Linked DNA regions of Mus musculus: region 2 is linked to region 1. A link is a contact called in public promoter capture Hi-C data. All regions are on one chromosome and are shown on one strand. The core of a region is the stretch at or near the end of the contact, and the rest is flanking DNA. Distances in the headings are between cores, read along the strand shown.

Region 1 (2,951 bases), core at 126-2,625:
CTTTACTGGGAGACATTTAAATGTTTCTACAGGCATGTTTCTGTAGATGGTGAGAAGTGTATTATTGTCAGGCCAGGTTTGTTGATCATTCACACATAAACGTTTTAATGATTCCAGGTTACATCATTATTTATAACTTAAACCCATCTCCACTGACTCTATCCTACTCTCTGCTGACCTCTCAGCCCCTAGCATACATGTTGGTAATATGGGTGGCTATGTTAGGAAGGTAGGTTAATTCATGCCAGTACCTCAAATCTCAGTGGTTGAAAAAGTTGTTTTCTTTATTGTTTTCCTTTATACCTCCCCATACCCTTATTTCTGTGTTTTGAAGGACAAAATCCAAACCCTTATGTATGGTAGGCAAGTGCTTTCCAGAACTCTATTGCTCACCTACACCCCAACCCCACTCCTATTTAATTGGCCAAAACAAGACACATGACACATTGCCTTCAAAAGAGCTGCATGTTTCCCCCGATGTCTGAATGCAAAGGTCAGAATTCTCTGTAAAAACCCAATAAATAGTTTTCCCTGGACACTTATCTGCACCTGCTCTGCTGTCTGTGGCGTCACTAAGATGTCCTTACTGCCAACATTGTGCAACCAACAGTGCCATAGCACAATTGTAACAGACCCTCGGACCTTTGCACGACTGACTCCATGATGTACCATTCAGCCCATAGACAGCCAAAGTAAAAGCAAAAAACCAATCCATTAAAGTTCATGGTTCTAGCCGGGTGTGGTGGCGCACCCCTTTAGTCCCAGAAAGTTCATGGTTCTGAGAAAACACTCTAAATGTATTAACGTTGCTTTTTGGCTTCTGTCGTTCTGCTTCTGGCTAACTGTTCTTGTTAACTGAAGTATGTCAACCCAGAATATGATTATTATTGTCCTTAAAAGCTCATCCTGAGACTGGCTTGAGGTTCCACTGGGATCCCGCACTGTCTGACTAATAAAGACTTTCTATTGGCTGAAATGAATGCTTAAGTAGTGATCTCTGGTGGATGCCCCACAACACAAGCCCTACAGGAACGAGTTGTGTTTGATTCTTGGCTGGTTCTCTCCTTTTTTATTTATTTATTTTTAAGTGTGTGTGTGTGTGTGTGTGTGTGTGTGTGTGTGTGTGTGTGTGTGTGTGTGTGTGTGTGTACTTGTACTAGAGCAGGTACGCAGGTACCCACGGAGGTTAGAAGCATTGCATACCCTAAGCCTTCCATCAGAAACACAATAGTTAAAGCGCTCTTTACTTCCTCTCTGCTTCTGAGCTCCCACTTCCCTAGCTTCTCTAGGAAGACTCAGCTCCTTTCTGTCCACTGTGTACTTCCTCCTTACCCTTTCACTTCCTTATCGCTCAGCACGTAACATGACCCACAGGACAGAACAACCCGCAGACAAACAGCAAATATTGCCCAATCTGTTGTTTGCTCTTTCTGACTCTGACTAGTTAGTTACCCGGATTTTTCAGTCTGTGCTAGCCTATGACTTTTTGACTGGACAATCCAGGCGATAGCTACTCTTCCTTTGTATCAGAATTCCATAGAGCGGCCGTTGAATCTTTGATCAGATGATTGTGGACACCCCCTGCATTAAGAATTTTTTTTTGGTTTTGGTTAGGTTTGGTTTGGTTTGGTTTTGTACATAATTCTTTTACCCATGATATTCATACTTATTGATGAATGGCAGTACATGGACAGACATTGTTAACCCATTGACAATTTATATATATATGTGTGTGTGTATATATATGGTTTTTGTTTTTTTTTGAGACGGGGTTTCTCTGTGTAGCCCTGGCTGTCCTGGAACTCACTTTGTAGACCAGGCTGTCCTCAAACTCAGAAATTTGCCTGCCCCTGCCTCCCAAGTGCTGGGATGAAAGGTGTGCACCACCACCGCCCGGCTGACAGATACTACTATATTTTAAGAAACTGACTTCTAGCTTTAGTTACATTGAAGTAAATCTGGGTCCACAATTACATGTATTAGACTTTTGCTCATATTCAGAAGAAAGGAATATGCTTCAAATACATTGAAATACATTTTTTCCTCATTACTTTTCTACTTTCTACTGGAATAAAGCTGGCTAAATGGCTCAGTGGGTAAAGGTGCTTGCCCCAGGACCCATGTGATTGAAAGAAAGAACCAACTCACATGTTGCCCTCTTGCCTCTTCATTTGATATGATGGGTGAAACAATAAGTCTTTAAACCGCTCTGAGCTCCCGATGGGTGGATGCATGCTTAAAGCAGCCCTCTCCAGATGCTCTGGAGCCAGATGGAAAACACACACACACACACACACACACACACACACACACACACACACTGGCTTATTTTTAATATGCCCTAAGCTAGCTCAATGGCTGAGCCACTCCTGAACCTCCACGTAGCTATACACTCCCCTTCAGTATTCTTGAGTTCTTGCTTTCTAAAATCTATACTTTCTCTCTGCTACCCCAGACCTAATAGGGGAGTGGCCGGCCCCTGGGGCCGCTTTTCCCTGATTCTTCCATGGTTGGGTCTCTGTCTTCCACAGCTCTCATGTTTGCATCCTCTTCCTTCCTTCTGCACTGGTGGTTCTCCTTCTCTCTCCTGTGTTTCCTCTCTGGGAATCCTCAAAGCCCAGCCTCTGTCCTCCTACCCAACCATTGCCTGTTTCTTTACTGACCAGTCAAAAAAACAATTTTTGAGCCGGGCGTGGTGGCGCACGCCTTTAATCCCAGCACTTGGGAGGCAGAGGCAGGCGGATTTCTGAGTTCGAGGCCAGCCTGGTCTACAGAGTGAGTTCCAGGACAGCCAGGGCTATAGAAAAACCCTGTCTCGAAAAAACAAAAAAAACAAAAAAAAAAAAAAAAAAACAAAAAAAAAACAATTTTTGGCAGGAACCTTCAGTAGACGTACAAATTCCCATGTAAGCATAAATTAAATCCCCAACAGATGGTGTACACTCACACAC
Region 2 (3,215 bases), core at 508-3,007, 180 kb before region 1:
TTAAGCCCTTAATACCTGAAACCCAATGTTTATGGTAAATGGTAGTCATAAAGGTTGAGTGGCTGTAAATACTCTGCATCCTGCCTGGCAGAAATCAGGAATTCAAATGAGCTCATTCACTACTTAGCACTGACCATCACACATTCCCCTATGCATACGGAGGCTCTCGTCAGAAGCCCCTGCATCTGTGTAGCTCTTGGTTGTCTGCTGTATCTGTACCATGATCCCTCTTAGAGAAGCTCACTTTACCACTCATTCATTTGTGCTTCCAAATGGCACTCACCTTAAGGTTCCTCAGGTGAAGGCAACATTATTTTACCACTTATTCAGTTATCACCAGGGACTTACATATTATGATCATTCCAAAATGTATTAAAATGTGTTTGTTGATAAAATCCTTTGTACAGACTTGCCTCCAAATTCAGATAAGAGAAAATTAGAACGTCTCTAATTTTAAAATTTAACATCTTAAATTTACTTTTACACCTAATGTTTATTAGTGTAGAAACATACTAATCCAACCTATAGAAATATGAAAGGTTATATGCTTTGCTGCTGTTTCAGTGCATGACACCTGCCTGTCTGTCTGTCTGTCTCTCTCACATACACACACCCCTTACCCCTCTGGAACAGAAAGTAATTAACTGTTGTTGGGTTTGGGGGGGGGGGGGGGAGAAACCATGAACACACAGAACAAATCCAGTTCTATAATAATGAACCCATTGCCCTTTTGTCTAGTTCATGTAGTTGGAATTTAAGAGTTCTACATTCTGATACTAATAGTTCTACCCATTCCTTCTGTCTAACCCTCTCTTCTTTCCTTCCTTTCACAATTAAGAGTGCTAGGCAAGTGCTGGACCACTGGACTGTATTCTCAGCACCTAAATCAACCAACCATTTTCTACGTGAACACACACACACACACACACACACACACACACCAGTGTGTTCATTCATTATTATAGGAACTTCCCTCAGGCTGTGTGTTCATGATCACTGCCCTTCTACTGCACCAAGAAAGCTTTAGCTACATGCTGGCAGCCTGACACTGGATTTCCCATTGAAACGAATTTCAATTCACTGCACATTACTCAGCTTGTGTGTTTTATATAGTAACACTAATAAAACACATCCTCTTAAAGCTGATGTCATCAAGAAATATTTAGCGATAACAGACAGTACTATTCCAAGATCCCAGAGAATCAGCCTCAGAAACCGTAAGTTGTCTCAGGGTGTTTAGAGCACAGCCAGATCACTAGTGGCACATCCAAATCTACTTACTAGATGGGAATACACACATACTATACTGTGTTGTATGCCATTAGTTTTCTATTAAAGGCAGTCCCATTCTTTGGTTGCCTCTATGAGAAGCAAGAGGCAAGGATAAGTACTCTTCTAGAGGACACCATGTGAGGACAGCTTCAGAATTCCAGCCTCTGGGACAGAAAGTAAATACTCTGCTGCTGTATTAATCCACAGAGCTTGCCATATTTTGTTACTGCTGCCCTTGGAAACTAATAGACTCTTAATGCACATATTTCGGGCTCTAAGGCTGTTAACTTTTTGGTTCTTAAAATTAAATTTAAATTCCTATTTATTTCAACTCAATTCTATCATGATATTTAACTTATAGAAAGAAGTTTAAGTGCTATCAGAGCTGAAGTGATTGCTCAATGTTAACCAGCACTTGCTGTTCTTCCTGAGGACTGCGGTTAGATTCTCAGCTTGGCATCGTACATGATGACTCACACCTGTGTAACTCTAGTTCCAGGGATCTGGTGCCCTCTTTGGGCCTTTGTAAGCATCAGGCAGGAACATGGATAGACACTCAGGCAATATACCCGGACATAATACAATATATTTTAAATGAGATTATGAAACTTTCAAAGGAACTTTTGAAGTGGTAACTTAAGCGTTCTTTGGAAAGCAGTTGGATAGTGTTTTGCTGAGGCAAACATATGAAAGAATAAATGGATACAGGTGAAAGACTAAGGTAGACTCCTGAAGGAACATTTCACTGAAACAGACACAGGAGAGAGGATGGCTAAAGAAACATGTGAAAGGATGTGTAATGAAGAATTCTTTGCTAACATTAAGCTCCCTTTGTTGGGACTTGAGGACTCTAGATTGACTGAATGCATGTGCTGAAGCAAGATCCCTGCTGAGGCAAGGCACACAGAAGATACATGATGTTTGGAGGGTATACAGAATGACAGAGCTTGGCCTGCTGGTACAGTTAGCCATGCAATGCTGTAAAGATCACATCTTAGCTGATCTTCACTTTCCTGAGAGGCACAACACAGAACTTCTCCTGATGTTCCTGCTGGTCTCTCCCACTGACAAGCTCAGGCTTGTGACAAGGTCTGGCTGTGTCTGCTAAGTCGTGTCACCGCTGTTGCTGACCCGAATCTACCGAACTAGACTGCGGGCAGATCCACGAAATGTTTGGGAATGGATTGATCTACTGCTGCTAACCTGTGAACTGAACTGCCAATTTCCAGACAGCACAGACGGGAGCTGCTCCAAAGAATGTTTCTAAACAGGCCCACTCACTTCCCCATATCCTTCCTTTCCCACTACCTCTGGTGGGTGGTGGGCTACAAGGGAGGTTAAAGCGTTTAAGAACCATCATTGAAAGTAAGGTTTGGAAAAAAAGTTACAAACTTTTCTAGCATACACTATAAAACAAATGTAGTCTCACACTTTCTATACACTCAGAGCTTCTGAAGTTCACTATGACGACATTGTAAAACTTTGGCCACCCAAGACTTTATTAATGCTTTCTGGCTACAAGACAAGAAATAAAGGTTTTAAAAAAGAAAACCTAGAAAGTAAGGCCTTCCGCTACACTTGTTTTATTAGCAACAGAGGTTAGAGATGAGACTCCTAATATTTTTTTATATGATTAACTGGTATATAATAAGGGCTACAGAATCAATTTTTCATTTATGGTACCAAATCTGATTCCCAAAGTAAATTTTCTCATAATATTATATAATAATAAGTAGGAAAAGATAAATGAGCATAAAGTACTGCTGAAAATCCAAACAACATTATTCATGAAGATTCTGCTAGACAAATCAGTTGAGAACTATCACTATCAACATCCAAGATTGGTTGGAAGCCAAGACACCAGAAAATGAATTTAAAAACCCCACATGAAGCCTAAAAGCAAAGTGTCATTGCTTCCTACAAGAAAGTCATTAGCCCCACGC

What was found. Capture Hi-C pulls out chosen DNA fragments and counts their contacts.
Region 2: a promoter capture Hi-C map of adipose tissue shows a contact between it and region 1. The contact joins two enhancer-like sites. A contact is called at or near these places in 2 of 15 datasets of contacts at CTCF or cohesin (large pre-B cells and pro-B cells), 6 of 484 Hi-C or Micro-C datasets (the C10 cell line, CD4 T cells, ECoMG-derived neutrophils and 3 more), 8 of 115 datasets of contacts at active chromatin or transcription factors (the 230-238 cell line, CD8 T cells, cardiomyocytes and 3 more) and 4 of 9 other capture datasets (adipose tissue, bone marrow-derived macrophages, liver and 1 more).

What each region holds. Positions count from the first base shown.
Region 1 is chr7:90,018,170-90,021,120 of GRCm38.p6, reverse strand. No RefSeq gene overlaps it. Among named protein-coding and RNA genes, the nearest start is that of E230029C05Rik, 9.5 kb to the left of the region's middle. Within about 2 kb of position 1,375, at least 112 of the 459 cell types and tissues checked have an H3K27ac peak or open chromatin away from gene starts, as enhancers often do.
Region 2 is chr7:90,198,968-90,202,182 of GRCm38.p6, reverse strand. All of the region lies in intron 19 of Picalm (phosphatidylinositol binding clathrin assembly protein), which reads right to left. Among named protein-coding and RNA genes, the nearest start is that of Ccdc83, 65 kb to the left of the region's middle. Within about 2 kb of position 1,757, at least 13 of the 459 cell types and tissues checked have an H3K27ac peak or open chromatin away from gene starts, as enhancers often do.